2 separate regions of the Mus musculus genome follow, and region 1 is linked to region 2. A link is a contact called in public Micro-C data. All regions are on one chromosome and are shown on one strand. Each heading gives the region's core, a stretch centred on a gene start, on an enhancer-like site or on the middle of the called end of the contact. The rest is flanking DNA. Distances are from core to core; before and after follow the strand shown.

What was found. Hi-C and Micro-C count contacts between places; a contact is called where the count stands out from the background.
Region 1: a Micro-C map of muscle stem cells shows a contact between it and region 2, with 2.7 times the contacts expected there. The contact joins the promoter of Cfap20 here to the enhancer-like site in region 2. A contact is called at or near these places in 5 of 39 promoter capture datasets (3T3-L1-derived adipocytes, the HPC-7 cell line, embryonic stem cells and 2 more), 9 of 484 Hi-C or Micro-C datasets (CD4 T cells, the G1E-ER4 cell line, embryonic fibroblasts and 2 more), 11 of 115 datasets of contacts at active chromatin or transcription factors (the HPC-7 cell line, the SCID.adh cell line, bone marrow-derived macrophages and 6 more) and 3 of 9 other capture datasets (adipose tissue, liver and pancreatic islet).

What each region holds. Positions count from the first base shown.
Region 1 is chr8:95,432,656-95,436,608 of GRCm38.p6, reverse strand. It overlaps Cfap20 (cilia and flagella associated protein 20), which reads left to right and starts at 1,740. Exons shown (of 6, transcript NM_008187.2): 1 at 1,740-2,121. The coding sequence starts at 2,038.
Region 2 is chr8:95,398,978-95,402,901 of GRCm38.p6, reverse strand. No RefSeq gene overlaps it. Among named protein-coding and RNA genes, the nearest start is that of Cfap20, 34 kb to the left of the region's middle. Within about 2 kb of position 1,566, at least 7 of the 459 cell types and tissues checked have an H3K27ac peak or open chromatin away from gene starts, as enhancers often do. A contact at or near this core is called in muscle stem cells, where this site is marked.

The DNA.
Region 1 (3,953 bases), core at 491-2,990, 34 kb before region 2:
TCAGAACCTTCTGAGGGGCTTAGTTATCACCTTAATTTTCTATTACTCATTCCATTTTCTATTTCCAGACTTAGTACTGCTGAATTATTTTTAGAAATAATTTACTTTCTATAAGACGCCAAGTGGTTAGTTATGTGCAGTATTGAAATCACCATCAGAACTCATATACCATCATTTCTCTTTTTTTATATTTTTTATTAGGTATTTTCCTCATTTACATTTCCAATGCTATCCCAAAAGTCCCCATACCCTCCCCCCGACTCCCCTACCCACCCACTCCCACTTTTTGGCCCTGGCGTTCTCCTGTACTGGGGCATATAAAGTTTGCAAGTCCAATGGGCCTCTCCTTCCAGTGTATACCATCATTTCTTATCTTGAATCTTTTTCCTGAGGATTTTGTTTAAGATTTCTATTTATTTATGTTTTGTTTCTGAGTTCTCTATCTGTATGTACACCTTCAGGCCAGAAGAGGGCATCAGTTCCCATTACAGATGGTTGTGAGCCACCATGGGGTTGCTGGGAATTGAACTCAGGATCTTTGGATGAGCAACCAGTGCTCTTAACAGCGGAGCCATCTCTCCAGCCCCGAGGATATTTTGAACAACTTAAAAACAATCAAGCTATAAATTATTCACTTGGCTTAGAGTACATAAAGAATTCCCAGATATCATGCAAAAATTAATTCCATATAACAAGTTTCATTTTTATATAGTAATAGATTCACATAGTTTTCACGATATCTAGAAATTCTGGCTGGAGTACTCAAAGCTTTGGTGTGAGGGTAGAGTGAGTTAATACAGGGTAAGGCATCACATATACCCGTCACATAGTAAATGTGTAAACTTTGCAACTATGATCGTTAAAATTGCTAAAGTGATCGTCTGTGCTTCAAACTCTTTTCTGTGCGCCAGAACACAGGCCTGGGTGGAACACCATTTAGGAAGACGCTCAGCGACTGGTGGAAGTCTTCCACACTTGAGATTTCCTTCTACTTGAAATACACAGCGTATGTCTTTCCTACAATATTCCAGAAATTGACACACTTTTTTTAAAAAAATCAGCTGTCGGTTCAACTCAACTATTCCACTTTTAAGATTTTATTAATTTTTGTTTATATCTTAATATTCCGGCTTTCTTCTTTTCGAATCAATGCATTTAAAGAGATACGCTTTCCCCCAGAGTATTGCTTTTACAGCAGCTCATTCACTGTAACTTGATAATTAAAGGTGATGATGTAAATTGGGCAATCAATACTGGTTCATTAGCTCACACGTTCTCCTGGGCCAACCAATATTTGTTTTTTGCGACAGGGTGTCTCTGAGTCCTGGCTGTCCTGGAGCTCGATATGTAGACCTCAAATTCAGAGATCTTTCTACCTCTGCTGGGATTTAATCCGGTACTAGGATTAAAATCTGGAGTCAACACACCCAGGGATAATATTTATCTGTCGTTGGCACAAAGCCACCTTCCTCACTCTTCCCGCCCTTCGGGGGAGGGGTCTGGCATGACTCCACCCCTCCACGCGCCTCCCGGTTCCCATGACACCACGCAGGCACTGTAAACACGTGAGGTAAACTTAAAGTCTCCTTCCGCTGTTCTAAACCAAGTCTGGGCCCCGGCGGGGAGGGGCGGGGAATAGTCCCTTGGCAACCAAGTTCCGCGCCCGAGGGGGCAGGAAGGGGCGGGCCTAAGGGCGGAAGGAACCGGAAACCGTTCTTTCTGCGGCAGGACTGGGCAATGCGCCTCCGAGGGGCGGGCCCAAGCGTGCGGAGGGATCCGTGGCGGGCCGAGGCGGCGCTCCGCCTCCTCTCCGGCAGGCTCGGCGGCGCGGGCGGCAGTTGCTGTGGTTTCGGTGCTGAGGTGGCTCGGTGCTCACCGAGGCTTACGGATCTGCGTCACGCCGCCGCTTCCCGCCGTCAGTGGCTGCAGCTCTCAGCGTCCTACCTTCGGACCGGCGGCACCCGCTCTCTTTCGCCGCTCGGTGCCGATCTCCAATCCCGGGCCTAGGGCGGCGGCTGCGGGGCCGCGGCTGGCGAGATGTTCAAGAACACGTTCCAGAGTGGCTTCCTTTCCATCCTCTACAGCATCGGCAGCAAGCCCCTGCAGATCTGGGACAAAAAGGTGAGCGGTGGGGGCGGGACGGGGGTGGGGCCGACTAGCCGCCCACGTGATGGAGTGGCTACCGAGCCTTGACGTCCCGGTCAGTAGAATGGGGGCAGAGTGCCCACAGCCTAGCTTGAAACGCATAGCACTTTGAAGAAAGACATGCATGTGTTCGCTGGTGCCAAGCACTGTTGCTGCACTCCATACGGAGGGCCTTTTCCCCGGACATCCTGAGCACCGGCCAAGCCAGACTTGTTCTGATCCCATTCATTAGCTCCATCCGTCGACAGCCAAACCTTTGGAACTTGCTGCGAGCCCTCTGTAACTTAGAGTCCGTACTATTCTTCCTGTACTGGCCTTCTCCATTGGGAAACCTGCAAAAAGGTGATTGTTAGGGGCTTCTCGAGAGCCAGTATCAAGCCTCTGTATTTTTATCCAGCCGTCCTCTAGAATGGATGGTGTTTTTGCTTGCCACATGAGATGGTGGCCTTCCCTGTTCACTTTTGGAGATATTAAGATCTAGATGAAATGCCTTGCCGTTTCTTTTCTCATGAAGATTCCTGGGGCAGTGAGCTGGACCGTTTTTTTGTTTTGTTTTGTTTTTGAATATAAAGTGGTCACTCTAATGTGGAAGCCAGGTGATTTAGGGAATATCTTTAGTTCTGCCCTCGGCTGGGGAAGATGGAGAGAGGTGATATGCCTAGTGTGGTGTTCATAGAGATGTATATAGAATGGGTGGAGTAAGTCAAGATTATTCGTAGTAGGACTAGAACAATGTCTTTCCTAATTCACAGAGAAGGGCTTTGAGACACACAGTGGTTGACAGAGTACCTGCATTGCCTTCTGTTTGTCACTGCTAGGCAGTCGTGTGTTCTGAGGACAGCTTTGAGAGAAACCTGTTGGGAGTGTCTTGTCATTTGGCTAAGACAGTTGAGAGTTCCTCAAGATCTGGCCTTTGGTATGTAAGCAGTCTGACCAACTCTTTCAGATCCATAGCTAGAGTTATGTCAAGAGTATCCCATAGGAAGCGGACCCTTAGCTCCCCCCATCCCACAATCTCCTGAGTGTTCGTTCACTTTGAAATGAAGCAGCAGGAGCTCTTAAATGAGACCTGCAGGGAGAACCCAGAGACAGTCCACCTGGCAGTGTTGGGAGGGTGCTCACCAGCCTTGGTATCTTGCCTGTTCTGCACAGCCAGAGGGCACAGAGAGAGAGCAGGCTTGTGTGCTGCTTGAACTTGGAAACTGAGCTGTCTGAAGTGTTGGTGTAAAGCAGTCAGAACAGGGCTGGAGAACATGCTGTTTTGAGATGGGAAAGAAGTGTCGGAGCGTCTATCAGAGGGTTCATTTACCCCCTGGCTTTTCTCTGTGATGTGTTTTATTCTTTCAAGCCCGAGTTTTTGACTAGTCAACATGTTTACACATGGCATAGAAAGCAGAGTAACCATGGTGCACTGTGTCCCTTAACAACGCCTCTAAAGGTCCAGTGGTACCCTGATGACATAAACAACATACACAACATTATTAGGGCAGAGTCACATGGAGCAAATTAAACAGACATTCTTGCAAAAACAGGAATTAATTACGTTTCTAACTCTTGTTTGGATTTGACAAACTAGTGTTTAAGGGAGAAGTTTTCTCCAACTGAGGCAAGAGGGGGCAAGAGAAAAAGAAGAAGTTTAGGCCTATCCACATCAGCTTTATTGTATTCAGGCTTTTCCTCAGTTAAGCGATCTCAGTAACTGGGGATGCAGTCCAGTCAAGGAAACACTGGAGTTGGTCATGTTTATCAATGATTTATTGAGCAACATCTGAGTGATAGGCCTTGTACAAAGAAAATCACCCTTCTCC
Region 2 (3,924 bases), core at 317-2,816:
TTTTGCATGGGCAGACCTTCCACCGCCTTGTAAGCTTCAGTCACACTTTCCAGGAAGCAGCTGTCCTGAAGAGTGGGGTCCAGACAGCTCTCTATTTGCACATGGGGCTCTCTCAGGAATCAATGAATACACACACTTTTGCAAAACTCTTTTTTTTTTTTTTTTGCAAAACTCTTAGTTGTAGTGTTTGGCTGTCATCATGCAGAGTGGCCCACCCAGTCACTCTAGCCTGGTGTATAGCGGCCATACTGTACTTCCCACTGGGCATGCTTGCACTGAACAAAATAAAGTTTTATCAGCACTGAAAAATGTCCACCATTGTATAAGCTGATCAAGTGTGAGAGTCACCATGCATATACACAAACCACCAAGGTGTTCTATTAAAATGCAAGTTGATTGGGCAGATCAGGGGCTCAAAACTAGATTCTGCATCTCCCATAAGTTTCCAAGTCATGCCAGCATCCGGGGGTCCTGGTCAGAAGAGAGCCTGAAATGTTCATGTATTCGCATGTAGCTCATCTCAGTTCCGAAGAAAGGACCTGAGGTAGCTTAGCTAAACCACATATAATGTTAGAGTGTCTTCAGAGCTGAAAATGAGAGCAAAAGGCCAGGCTGGACAAATGGCTCAGTGGTTAAGAGCACTCACTGGCTGCTCTTCCAGGGGACCAGGGTTCAATTCCCAGCACCCACATGTCAGCTCACAACTGTCTGTAACTCTTGTTCCAGGGGATCCAACACTCTTACATAGACATACATGTAGTCAAAACACCAATGTACATGAGAGAGAGAGAGAGAGAGAGAGAGAGAGAGAGAGAGAGAAAGGCAGGAAGGTTAGGTCTCCAGCTGTGCACAGGTCTGTGCAGACATGCTTTTTGCTTCATTTCTGCTTGGGGTGTCTGAGTTCTTGTGGTTTGGAGGGCAAAGGCAGTGATCGCACTGGCTCCGGAAAAAGAGGAAAGTGTGTGTCATCTCATTCCTCACAAACTATGGCTAGAGATGGTGTGTGCTGGGTCAAAGGCTACAGGCAGGAGGAAGGCTTTGTGAAGGAGGCTTTTGAGGATATAGGTGATGCCAACCCAGGCTGTTGAGAATGGTAGATGGAACAGCAAGAGTATAGAGAGGCCAGGAGTACAGAAGCATCTTTTGTTTGGCAGAACAGACTTTTTTTTTCCCCCTGAGACAGGGTTTCTCTGTGTAGCCCTGGCTGTCCTGGAACTCACTTTGTGGACCAGGCTGGCCTCGAACTCAGAAATCTGCCTGCCTCTGCCTCCCGAGTGCTGGGATTAAAGGTGTGCGCCACCATGCCCGGCTGGCAGAACAGACTTATCCCTTTCATTGGATTTCTGGGCTGTAGACCCAGGCATGAAGTGACTTGGTTGGAGCCACAGGTGGGCAGACTTGGGTACTGTGGGGTGGGAGGCCACCCATCATAGTCTCCTTCTGCTCTCTTCTTCTTTCTTCTCCCAATCAACGGGAGCAAGGCTGTTCTGGACTCGGGGATGTGGCAGCCTTCTTACCACAGGCCCCGGCCACCTGCTGCAGCTCCGTGGGTGTGAGGCTGTGGGTGGGGGTTCTCTTGTTCCGGTCCTTCCCCTAATCCCTGGCAGCTGTTCTCTGACCCAGGGAAAGGGACTAGTTATTTTGAGTGGGCCACTGGCATCTGACCAGGAAACATGAATGACTGAGGCAAGGACTGGCAATGAGGCAGGCAAGCAGAACCAGAGCTGAGTTCAGCAGAGGGTGGCCCACGCTGGGGAGGAAAGAGCTGGGCCAGGGAGGATGCAGGCCAGAAGAGGCTTCAGAAGACAGCGTAGAAGACAGCGTTGGAAGTCTGAGTCCAGTCTGCATTGACTGCAGGGCTGGGGGGGCGGGGGGCGGGGCCAAGACCAGGCAGGGATGAAGATGGACTAGCTTCCCATCTTGGTCCCTGTGACCCTGGAAGAAGGAAAGAAGGAAAGGGAGGGACCAAGGCTAGTATGGCTGAAGAAGACATGATGCATTATCTTTTTTTTTTAAAGATCTATTTATTTATTATATGTAAGTACACTATAGCTGTCCTCAGATACTCCAGAAGAGGGCATCAGATTTCGTTATGGATGGTTGTGAGCCACCATGTGGTTGCTGGGATTTGAACTCCGGACCTTCAGAAGAGCAGTCGGCGCTCTTAACCACTGAGCCATCTCTCCAGCCCCCATGATGCATTATCTTACCCGTGCTTCTAGGAAAGCCCTCCCGGGGTCAGAAAGCAGACTCTGTGGGGACTTCACATCTTCCTAGGTGTCTCACATTCCTGTCTGTTGAGGAGTCTGGTGAACATGAGCCTCTAGGCCTGGAAATGTCAAGTGATCCAGTGATACTAGCATCACTTAGGACAGGCCAACTTGGACTTAAAGCCCAACTCTTTGTACTTATGACTTCATTCCCTCCGAACCCATGGGCTACCTCACTGAGCCTTCCCTTGTGGAAATGGGAGCAGCATGCACCTCCTGGGAGTGGGAGGGCTTAGATCCATGCATGGTGTGTTACCATGGTAACCACAACTGTCACTGGGATGTTGTGGTGGTTGGCATGGCTCTTGGGCCTTGACTATTTTCATAGAAATACCTGGAGGGGCTCTGTAGTAAGGGGGATGCTGATAGTCTTATCAGGAGGAGGACTGTGGACTCAAGAAAGGCATTAAGGACCAAGAGGAACACACTGGACCATGTACCCTGAGAGGGGCAGGCTCAGCCCCTGGACTGCCTGGTACTGAACTAGTGGGATGAGGAAATGAGTGCATGAATGAATGAATGAATGAATGAATGAGTGAATGAATGAGTGAATAAATGAGTGAATGAATGGACGGATGGATGAGTGAATGAATGAATAAGTGAGTGAATGAATGGATGGGTGAATGAGTAAATAAATGAATGAGTGAATAAATAAATGAGTGAATGAATGGATGGATGAATGAACAAATGATGGCTCCCCAGAGTGTGACAAGCTCTAGTGAAGTCCTAGACTGGGCAGTGAGCAAGATATTGCCATCTATTCCCTCTCTAGTGTTTGAACAAAGTAATAGAGAAAAACAGGGTTACCAGACCTTGAAATAGACCCAGAGAACTGGAGGCCATAGGTCTATTCTCCATCTGCCTTCCCTCTCCCCAGCTGCCTGGAGTGGCAAGAGGAGGGAAATAGGAAGAGGAAGGCAATGTCCCCCGGGGTCCTGGGAAGAGCTCATCCTGACCACAAACCTCTCCCTGAGTGACCAGAGAGCCTTGGTGTACCAGCCATGCCACTGAGCGGGCAGAGCCACGACTCTCCAGAGTGGCCTCCATAGCAGAAAGAGTCCAGAGAGGGGGCCAGTGGGTGGTCAGGAAGAGAAAGTGCTCTTTGGGGGTAGGATGTGCGCTGTCCTCACTGAGAGCGAGCTGAGGAACAATGATGGTTGACCTGGGAGAGGAGAGCAGAGGTGGGGGACTCTAGGTGCAAGGAACCATATTCACAAGGTCTGGGGCTAGACTGGGTCTGAAGGGACCTGGAGTGTGAGGGTGGAGGGAGGAGGGGTTAGAGGGACACCTGGTGTGGGGCGCCAGTCTCGGCTCACTCCAGCCTGAGGCTCCATCCAGCCCACAGAGAGCAGCTGCACCTAAGCGTCTGTCTTGAGGGCAGGTGAAGGCCTCCGGCAGAGTACAGCCGCCGCTGTGTCTCCATGTCTCCATGTCTCCACCCCACCTCAGGCTCTGATGATAAGCGGCCCTGCTCCCACCCATGCCCCACCTGCACAGAGAGGGGCCAGCTTGCTGTTCTAGAGGCCACTGTCCAGTCACCAGGGGTAAGGGTTGGTAGGATGGATGGGCAAGACAAGGAATCTGAGGGACGGACGTGTCAGGGCTGAGGAAGATGGCGTTTGGCTTTTATAAGGAACTGTCTTTCCCACTCTCA